Regions from separate parts of the Oryctolagus cuniculus genome. Here region 1 is linked to region 2. A link is a contact called in public Micro-C data. All regions are on one chromosome and are shown on one strand. Each heading gives the region's core, a stretch centred on a gene start, on an enhancer-like site or on the middle of the called end of the contact. The rest is flanking DNA. Distances are from core to core; before and after follow the strand shown. Region 1 holds the start of GDE1 (glycerophosphodiester phosphodiesterase 1). Region 2 holds the start of COQ7 (coenzyme Q7, hydroxylase).

The links. A called contact is a pair of places that touch in the nucleus more often than the background predicts.
Region 1: a Micro-C map of ear pinna shows a contact between it and region 2, with 5 times the contacts expected there. The contact joins the promoter of GDE1 here to the promoter of COQ7 in region 2. A contact is called at or near these places in 3 of 6 Hi-C or Micro-C datasets (ear pinna, skin fibroblasts and an unstated tissue).

The regions. Positions count from the first base shown.
Region 1 is chr19:21,518,256-21,523,316 of mOryCun1.1, reverse strand. GDE1 (glycerophosphodiester phosphodiesterase 1) reads left to right here and starts at 3,738. Exons shown (of 6, transcript XM_002711771.5): 1 at 3,738-4,177. The coding sequence starts at 3,917. It overlaps CCP110 (centriolar coiled-coil protein 110), which reads right to left and starts at 1,421. Exons shown (of 15, transcript XM_051847461.2): 1 at 1,201-1,421.
Region 2 is chr19:21,348,577-21,353,914 of mOryCun1.1, reverse strand. It overlaps COQ7 (coenzyme Q7, hydroxylase), which reads left to right and starts at 2,949. Exons shown (of 6, transcript XR_011384695.1): 1 at 2,949-3,107. It overlaps LOC103348562 (a long non-coding RNA gene), which reads right to left and starts at 2,543. Exons shown (of 2, transcript XR_007920119.2): 1 at 2,407-2,543; 2 at 2,018-2,171.

The sequences.
Region 1 (5,061 bases), core at 2,489-4,988, 170 kb before region 2:
TGCTTATGAGCCAGAGTTCTGCTGAGCCTTATTCAAATGAGCCTCTTGACAAACCCAAGGAACTCAGGGTCCTATCTGCTCCTTACCAGCCAAAACTGTCACCGCAGAGAGTGACAAAAATAACACGGCCAAGATCCGGCCTTGTGGGCAGAAGCGAGCTGACTGGGTACCCATCAGGACCCCCGCCAGCATAAAATTCCTGTAGCAGCAGTCAGCGGCATTTCTTCTTTTTAATCTGGTGGGGGGGGGGGGGGAGGGCATAACAAATGTAGAACGCGCCTCACCCGGGCAGCACACACACGCAGAGCGAGACGCCAGGAGGAAGATGTGACATTCGGGCACACCCTGGCTGGGCGTTCTTGGTGAGCCAGCGACTGTCCTCCAGCTCATCTTCCTCCTCTGTAAAGTGCGGGTCATGGGGACACCTGTCTCACAGGTAGTTCGTGAGAATCCAAGGAGCGAATGCACTTAGCATACACAGGGCACACAGAAATCGTCCACGCATTGTGAAGAAGAGAATGCCAGTGATGATTTGTAGCAAGAGACTAGGAACTCCAAGGAGAGAGGGGGAGAGGGCTGGCAGTGACAGTGCTGGGTTCCTGGTAGGATGCAAATGTGACTGGAAAACACGGGACTGCTTGTTCATCGCGCCGTGCGCAGACCCCTTCCCACCAGGGCAATCCCTAGCCGGCTGCCACGTGCACAAACAGGGGTAGGGGGCTGGGGTGATCACCGGATAAGAAGCAAAGGCTGGGAACCAACCAGCAGCATCAGGGGCGATCCAGAGGATTCGCCATGCTTCCACCCCGGAATCGCAGAGGCGAGGCAAACGGCGCTCCCAGGTCGCCGGTTTCGAAAGGGCCGGGCACAGCCCGGGACGGAGACGGGGGAAAACACCCCCAGCTTCGACCCCCGAACGGGGCTCTCCGGCCTCGGGCGCCCTTCTGCCCTGCACGCCGCACCCTGCAGCCGGCTCCTCGGACATGGAGCCCGCTGCGTGCGGCCGGCATCCGAGCATCGCATCCCAGCACCACCGGCCTCGGGCCCCCGCCTCCCCACGCCCGGCGCCCTTCCAGGGGCTCGAGGCCCAGGAGCCGGCACACAGCCCGCCCTCGGCACCTCAGGGCGCCAATTCCGCCTCTCCCGCTCGCCTCTCCCCGGCCACCCGCCGAGGGTCCTGCCCCCTCCTCACGCACAAACCTGATGCCCCACGGCCCCCTCAGACTTTCTCCCTTCGCCACGAGCCTTGTCAGGCAGGAAGCAAATGGCTCAACTTGTACTGACAGAGCACAGTTCGGTCCGCCGCCGCCTTCGCCTCCTCCTCCCCGCCATATTACGGGTCTCAGAAGCGACAACGCGGGCTCCTGGCAACCGCCGCCGCTGCCGCCACCTAGACTCCACCTCTCAGGGCGGGCACTTCCGGTAGTGGCTTCGCGGGCAGTTGGAACGGTTGGGCTCCAGAAAACTACAGTCCCCGAGATGCACTGCGCACCCCTGACCAAGGGCGTGTGCTTGCGGCGAGCGGAATGCATCCTGGGAAATGTAGTCTTCCCTGCTACACCGCCCTTCTAGAATTACAATTTTTCTATAACCAGAACTCTGGTTGGGGTCTGAAGCCCCTAAAGTGTTCCATAAAGCTGCCATTTTTCTTCTTATTTTTATAGCTATTACCTCTCCCTGTGTGGTCGCTGGAAAACATATCATTCACAAATATTTTAAAATATATGTATTTTATTTGAAAGGCAGAAACAGAGACAGATCTCCTCAAATGCCCGCAACACCCTGGCTGAAGCCAGGATCCCAGAACTCCTTGGGGGTCTCCCGCAGGGTGGCAGGGACAAGTACTTGAGTCCACCTGTCCATTCTCAAGGGTGCCCATTAGCAGGAAGCTGGGACAGAAGCAGATCGGGGACTCCAACCCAGGCACTCTGACATGGGGTGGAAGCATCCCAAGCAGTGTCTTTGGGGCTGCACCAAATGCCAGCCCCTCAGCAATGTTTTTGCTCTGTACATAAAAATTTACTAAATCATAGAAGCCAATTGGAAGCCTTAAGATAATCCATACGCTTTTGAATTCCAATGAGAAGGTTTGTCCAAGAGAAACAGGTAACAGATTCAAGATGGAAGAAAATTCTCTGAATGTTTTACCAAAATTGTCTATTGAAAAGTCACAGAAGACGGCGTGGTGACATAGCAGGTGGAGCCACTGCCTGCAATGCTACCATCCCATATGAGTGCCAGTTCTCGTCCCAGATGCCCCACTTCTGATCTAGAGCCATGATGATGCACCTGGGAAAAACAGCCAGAGGATGGCCCAAGTGCTTGGGCCCCCGTACCCCTATGGGAGACCTGGATGAAGCTCCTGGCTCTTGGCTTTGGCCCAACCCAGCCCATTATAGCAGACATCTGGGGAGTAAGCAAGTGGATAGAAGATCTCTCTCGCTCACTCACTTTCTCTCTCTCTGTCTCTCCCTGTAACTTGCCTTTCAAATAAATAAGTAAATCTTAAAGAAAAAGGAAAAATGTGTCACCAGCCATTCAAAATATGATTTAGCAGCCTCTCTCCATTCCCTGAGTAGGCTTCCCCTTGGGTCTCTGTTCCTCTTTCTGGTGCTTGTCTTTGACTCTATAAAAGGGAAAGGTTAGAACTGCTATCACAGGGTGGTTGCAAAGCACAACTCAGATAACTCTCCCAGCGCCTGGTACATTAACCTTTAGTAGTAGGAAAAATAAGATTAGGAGGGTGGCAGTGGAAAAGTCACAAGCCACTGGCTTCATGTTAGCCCTGACCCTGCCATTACCCACCCCATTCTTTGCCTCTCCTTGGTTTCCTTACCACTGGGATCGGCATGCTGACATAGGGTAAGGGCGCTGCCTGCAACACCGACAGCCCATAAGAGCACCAGGTCAAGTCCTGGCTGCTGCACTTCCAATCCAGCTCCCTGCTAATGCACCTGGGAAAGCAGCAGAAGATGGCCCAGGTACGTGGGTCGCTGCAGCCACGTGGGAGACAGGGTTGGAAATCTTGGCTCCTGGCTCCAGCCTGGCCCAGTCCTGACTGTTGCAGTCATTTAGGAGTGAACCAGCACATGGAAGATCTCTCTCTCTCTCTCTCTCTCTCTCTCTCTCTCTCTCTCTCTCTCCACTCCCTTACCTTTCAAGTAAATAAATACATTTTTTCTTCAAAAAAGAAATCATTGAAATTCCTGTCAATTCTTCCTTTGCTCTGTTCTTCCATCCTCTCGGAATCACAAAAATCCTTCGAAAGTGGACTGAAACCACCCCTCTGAGATAATGCCCACTGCTGCAGATGTGGTGAGTCTACGCGAGCTAGGCATAGGCAGTGTTTGCTGGACAGCACCCGAGGCAGGATCAGTGCTGTGTGAACACTATCATCCTCCATAGGGCAGGGACCCCGCAGTCCTGCTCAGGGCTGGGTCCGGAGCACCCACGCCTGTGTGGGCACATCTCCATTGGAATACATAGTCTTAGCTCCCTGCACCTTCACGCTCCCCAGGACCTCCCTCTCCTCGAGGACGGACGAAGGAGTCACTTCAGTCCCTCCCACTCCTGCGGTCGCCGGCGGGCTCTGTCCCCTTCCCCTCCACACTCGACCCAAGAAGCCCAAACCCCAGAGAAACCCCCAAGCCTCTTTGGAACTTGAGCCTGGGGCCTGGGCCCGCCCCCGTTGCCACGGCAGCAGTTCCGCCCCTCGCGCCGGCGATCTCGGGCGCTGATTGGCTGGGCGGCCAGCTCCCTCTCGGGATGTGGCCGCCGCCGCCATTGTGCGGCGCTGGTCCCCTCGGAGGGTGCCGGAGGCGGCCAGTGCTCGGCCTCTGCCCCCTCGCCTCTTGCTGCCCCGGCCCGGGAGCCCGGCCGGCCCGGGACTCCCGTCCTTGCCGGTGCGGGCGCCGGCATGTGGCTGTGGGAGGACCAGGGGGGCCTCTTGGGCCCCTTCTCCTTCCTGCTGGTGCTGCTGCTGCTGCTAACGCGCAGCCCCTTCAATGCCTGCCTCCTCACCGGCAGCCTCTACGTCCTGCTGCGGCTCTTCAGCTTTGAGCCGTTGCCCTCCCGCCGGGCCCTGCAGGTGCTCAAGCCCCGGGACCGCGTGTCCGCCATCGCCCACCGGGGCGGCAGCCACGACGCGCCCGAGAACACGCTGGCGGCCATTCGGCAGGTGAGCCCCCCTCGCCTCGCGCCCCCTCGGCCCTCGTGGGAGCTCGGGCTTGAGCTTGCCCTTCCGGGGCCTCCCTGGGCTGCTTCCCACCCGTCGTCCGCAGGGACCCCTCCCGGAGCCCCGTGTCCCGGAGCCCCGCGTCTCCCCACGCAGAGTCGCTGCGCGCGGGACTCCGCGTTCCCAGAGCCTCCAGTGACCCGTGCCGGCGAAGAAGAAGGACAGTGACAGGGAGGGCCGAAGGAGGCCGTTTGAGGTGGAGTAGTGACCCTGGAACTGAAGTTAGGAGAAAGATCATCTGGGGAAACGGGTTCCAGGAACTGGAAACAGCAGGTGCAAAGGCCCGGAGGTAGGAATGAGGTTACCAGGCGCGTTCTGGTAACGGTGTGTGCCCTGCCTTCCAGGAACAGAACAAAGGCCGGTGTCTGAATACTCTGGGGCACCCAGCAAGTGCAGTGGGGTCCTGGACAGTGAGCCTGGGTATCCTAAATAGGTCACCCCACACAGCAGATGTCTTTCCTGGTCCTGAGTCACCTGCTTATCAGCTTCCTCCCCCGCCCAAAGACAAACATTCACACTCCCAGACAAGCAGCCAGATTCCCCATGGGTTGTTGCTTTTTAAGTTTTATTTTATGTATTTGAGAGAGAGTTACAGAGAGATGTAGAGCCAGAGAGGAGAGAGAGAGAGAGAGAGGAAGGTCTTCCATCCACTGGTTCACTCCCCAAATGACTGCAATGGCCAGAGCTGATTTGATCCAAAACCAGGATCCTGGAGCTTCTTCCAGGTCTCCCATGGGGGTGCAGGGACCCAAGGACTTGGGTCATCCTCCACTGCTTTCCTAGGCCACAGCAGAGAGCTGGATCGGAAGTGGAGCAGCTGGGACTCG
Region 2 (5,338 bases), core at 1,700-4,199:
TGTCGATCATGGAAACCTGTCGATTGCTCTTTGCCTTTTTCTGGAATCAGGGAAAGAAAAACGTGTTTAATGCAGTCACCAGCTGAGAATCTCTGAGCTTATCTTCTATGTATGTATGTGCATACTAGTAAGTTCCATTTGGTACATTTCATTTCCAGTGCATGGGGGTACAACTGGAATTTACTTGTTTAATTGTGTGATTTTATACAAGTGTTTTCACCTCTCTGAGATAAAGCTCCCTTTAAAAAAAAAAAAAAAAAAGATTGATTGAAATGAAAGGCAGAGCCAGAGAGATCTTCCATCTGCTGGTTCACTCCCCAAATAGCCACAACAGCCAGGTCTGGGCCAGGCCAAAGCCAGGTGCCAGGAGTTTCATCCTGGCTCCCATGCTGGTGATAGGGGTCCAGGTAACTGGGCCACCTGCTGCTGCTTTCCCAGGTGCATTAGCTGGGAGCTGCATCAGAAACAGAGCAGCCAGGGCTCAGAACCCGTTGTCTGACATGGGATGTCTGCATTGACAACAGTGGCTTAACCTACAGCACCACAGTGCCGGCCTCTCCTTTTATCTTTAAAATGAAAAAATACTAGACGTTTTGTTTCATGTGTGAGGATTGAATTAGAGGATAGTATGCTTTTACTTTTGAAATTTTGCTTTCTCGTTATAAAATTATGTTTACTAGAGAAAAAAATTCTAATCACTCCTGGAGCTGGCGTAGTTCAGCAGGTTAAGCTGCCTCCTGTGGCGCCAGCATCCCATATGGGGGCTGAATCTGATCCCGCTGCCTGCTTCTGTGCCTGGGAAAGCAGCAGAGGATGGCCCAAGTGCTTGTGCCCCTGCCGCACAGGAGAGCAAGAAGGAGTTCCTGGCTCCTGGCTTTGGCCTGGCCCAGCCTTGCTCTTTGTGGCCATTTGGAGAGTGAAACCAGTGGATGGAAGATTCTTTCTCTCTCTCTCTGACTGTCAAATAAATCTTTAAACATTCCAGTTGCTCATAAGCACTCTGTGTGGACATCCACTGCGTATCAGCCCATTTTTCATTCCTGCAACAGAATACCTGAGGCAGGCAGCTTTTTGACTCACAGTTGTGGAGGTATGAAGTCCAGGTGGTGAGGGGCTGCTTGCGGGCAGAGTCCTGATGGACACAGCATCATCGCGTGGCGAGAACCAGGAGGCATGCGTGCATTTCTGTCCGTCTCTACCGCTTCTCGCAAAGCTGCTCGGGTCAGTCACGGGGCTCCCCCTCACGTCCTCATCTGAATCTCACTGACTTTCCAAGGGCCCCACCTCCATCTAACTCCAGGGTTGGAATGCGTTCCTGTCTTTAAGTGTCTCAATGGGGGCTGAATCTCAACTCCTGAAGCTTTGGAGGGAACTCAAACTGTTCCCAAACCCTAGTACCTGTCAATCTTGGCGTGATGGAAAGTATGGAGGGAAGGAAGAAGGAAAGAACTGGGTATTCTCACTTGCTTTTCACTGAATAAAAATGTCTTCTCGTGTTAGCAGAAGTTCTTTATATTTCAGTAGCTACATAAAATAGCATCATACAGATGGACCATAATTTTTAACACTCTGCTGAACATTTTATTTCCAGAATTTTCCCAGTAATCAAGGAGACATCCATAAACCATCAACATTCTTTTCTCCTTAGGAATAGAGATTTAGATGAGGGATTATGGCAAAGGTCTGTAACATTATAAGGCTTTTTATTTACACTTTCAGTGACTATATGAGAATGGCACATCAATCTCTCACCATTTATTAGTTCGCTTCATAATTTAAAATTATTGCACTGTGTTCATTTGAATACCGTAGAGCAATATAAAAACAAGGAGGAAGTTTAATTCAGTGACTTCACAGTAGCAGTGTGTCAAAAGCTGTTTTATGGTAACCTGGAGTAGAAAGTGGAAGTGTCCTTATCCTGGTCCCAACTCCGTGACACTGCCAGTGTGGAATGTGGTAGAACTCAGAGATGGGCATTCGAGAGTTTTTTCTGCCCTTGTCTGCATACGTGACTCACCTGAAAAATTATTTCTCTGGACAGAATTCCAGGGACAGCCACGTTGATGGGATATGCACGTTGAAAAGTGTGGTCTGTCCATGCACTTTGGAAATTACCATTGCTGGGAAGTCTATTAAACATCTTGGAACTGTCTTTAAATTCATAACATTTCCTAAAAAAAGAATTCGTTATTGTTACGGAAAAGTGTTCTCCTTACTTGTATATTTTAAGTAAGCCATAAAGCTAAATGACAATTTTTGACATGTAACTACATACGAAGGCATACGGATTTTTAAAAATCATGAATAAAGTGTACAGTGAAGTAGCAAAATAAGTTTTACAGTTACGTTATTTCATTCTTTAAGGAGAGCAACAGGACCATCCAATAAAATACAAGAATGCCCTACCTTTCTTAAGTGTTTTTCCTGGCTAAAATAATGCTTATGGTAGACTGTCGCGATATCAGCGAATCTTGATTAACAGACTGCATTAAGTTATTTTCGGAAATAAGACATAAGCACCACTTTAAAAAGCAGGATACGTGTTGCTCAGTCTCCCCCTCTCCTTTCGTAAATGACAATTGGCAGCAATACAGCGAACCAGACACAGAAAATAACGTGTTCTCTGGGAATCTACAAAATAGCCTGTGGTTTCTACTATTTTAAAGATCAGTCAGGATATAAATAGATAAAAATCTGTTTCCATAAATAATTTCCTGATGGTCTTCTTTCCCAGGAACTTAAGGGGGAAATCTCCACCCCGTGGGAATCCTGGACAGAGCAATTTAGCTTTCTCACGTCCATGGCAACGCAGGGCTCCTTTACCAGCCATATCCTGCTTGATTGATAGGGATCGTATCCAATTCACTCTTTGCATTTGCAGTTCCCAACCAATAGAATGGAAGCAAGGGCCTAAGGGCGTTTCCGCCGGTGCCAAGGAAACTCCTTCCCTACGTATGCCATGCGTCATCAATCTGCGCCAAAAGCACGATTGGTCCGCTTCGCTCAGCGGAGAGGCAGCTTTGCTGTCCCCGCGATGACTTGCGCCGGGGCGGCTGCGGCTCGATCCTTGTGGCGGCTGCGCGCGAGTAACCAGCGGCCCCTCTCAGGTAAAAAGATGGGGGATGTGCGGTCGTAGTCCCACATTGGGTCTGCGAGCCCGGGCTCGACTTTTAGGTCGGAGAGGTCGCGGTGGGGGACGTCACAGATGTGCGACCGACCGCGTGACGTCAGACGCGGCTGGTACCCGTCGTACGCCGCGACGGTGGCGGGAAGCGAGTAACATTTGAAGGGTTGGAGAGTGACGCGACTGCGCTCTGACGCCGGGGCGTCGCTGAAGGTGTGGTTGGCGTTGCGGGCTGAGGAACAGAGGCCGACACCGAAAGTCCGTTGTCCCCAGGGTGTCGCCGGAGTCCTCTTCGCTCGGGGCTTTGCTGGGCTGCGTCATAGCAAGACCGCGCCAGCCTCGGCTCCGGCTCCGAGCTGCTTAGAAATGCCGGTTCTCGGGTCCCGCGTCTGACCCGCGGGGGCCACCTGTGTGTTCTGGCGAGGCCGCCGGCCTGAGAGCTGTCGCGGGGTCGGTTTCTCAAGGTGAACTCCCCTGCGCGGTCCTTCGAGCCTTTTACACAGGGTCCTCCTGTACCTAACGCGAGCCTCCCCTGGAACTATGTCCCGTGTTCAAATTAAGTCCGTAGGAACAAAATCCGCACGCAGAATGGAAGGCCATTATTGTCTAACCCAAGTGCAGGCGTGATGATAAAAATGCACGACAAACAAGAAGCAACAGAATTGTGCCCTTCCCGGGTGCCTTGTGTTAAATACCAGGCGTGGACTCAAAAATAATAAATAAATAAACAAACAAAATTAGCAACCACTGGGAAGGTGCTCCGGACATTCTCCTTGATGAAATCAAAGGTTGGAAGCCACCCCATAAATATGTACTATTTTTATGTGTCAAATTAAAAAAAAAAAAACGATTGGAAGATAATTTAAAGGAAACTAAATCTTACCATGAGGGTATTTTCTATTTTTATTTGAGAGGCAGACAGCTCCCTTCTTCTGGTTCACTGCCCAGATGCCCACAACGATGGGGCAGGATGTCGAGCCAACCCAGCCACTTGGGCCAACACTGCTGCCTCCCAGGGTCTGCATTGGCAGGAAGCTGGCGTCGAGCCAGAGCTGGGTATTGAACTCCGGGAATCCAACACTGGATGCCAACGTCTCAACCACTAGGCTCATGCCTACCGTGGGTATTATCTAGTGCATGTCCATATACCGCTTCACGTCTCCTAGTTACCACCGTTGGTATTGGGCCAGACTTTGGGAAAACACAGATAGGAAATGACACATCTGAGCTCCTAGCAGGACCTCAGTTTTATTTTAAAGTGCGTGACGAGGCAGGCAGACCTTGTAGGACCACTGTGTGAGAATTTTGATGTCCTGTGGAGCCAGTGTGCCTAACAAGAAGACTCGTTCGTTTTTATTTATACAGTTTTGTTACCTCCTGCATCTCCTTTTATGAGAACTCAGAAAGAGGTGGGGTTTTCCCCTCCATATATTTACCCTTAAAAAGGAAACATTCTGAGAATTCAGAATTAAGCAGTAACTAAATTAAATCATGCTATTTAAAAACAAAAGAAAAAAAAAGGAAACATTCTGATAATTGTCAATTTTGTACGTAAGAAATGGCGATTTTGCTTGTCCTAGGTTGATGTTACAGACGGGACATGTATTTCTGACTGCTGGCCCCTGCCCTCTCTGTGGCCCATCCCATACTGTAGAAGGACACCTTGCAAAGACAAGTGGCAAATGTGATACTGGAACACCCCCACCGGCACTCCAGCAGGGTCATTTAGTAAGTGCCCGAATCTGCAAGAGTAGCACAGGGCTGGGGAACAGCCCAGTGTGTGTGGCTCAAAGCTGGGGCACGAGTGAGCATGCAGAGCCCCCTGCGACACTCCTTGGTTTAAACCGTGGAACCACTCCAAATCCCACCAAGACCACCCCCACCATCTTAAAAAAACAAAATTATTTACTTTTATCTACTTGAAAGAGACTGAAAGATCTTCCATCTCCTGGTTCGCTCCCCGAATGCTGGCAGCAGGCCAGGAGCCCGGACTGCACCTGGGGTGACAGAGGCCAAGCACTGGAGCCATCAGTGCTGCCTCCCAGGGTGCACCAGCAGGAAACTGCATCAGAAGCAGAGCAGCCAGGACTTGAACTCTGGTATGAGCTGTGGGTGTCCCAAGAGTGGCTTAATCCAGGCCATCATCTTTTCACCAAAACACTCACTCTTTTGTAATGAAATAACCAAACATGTCCCCCAAGTGCATTTTCCCCA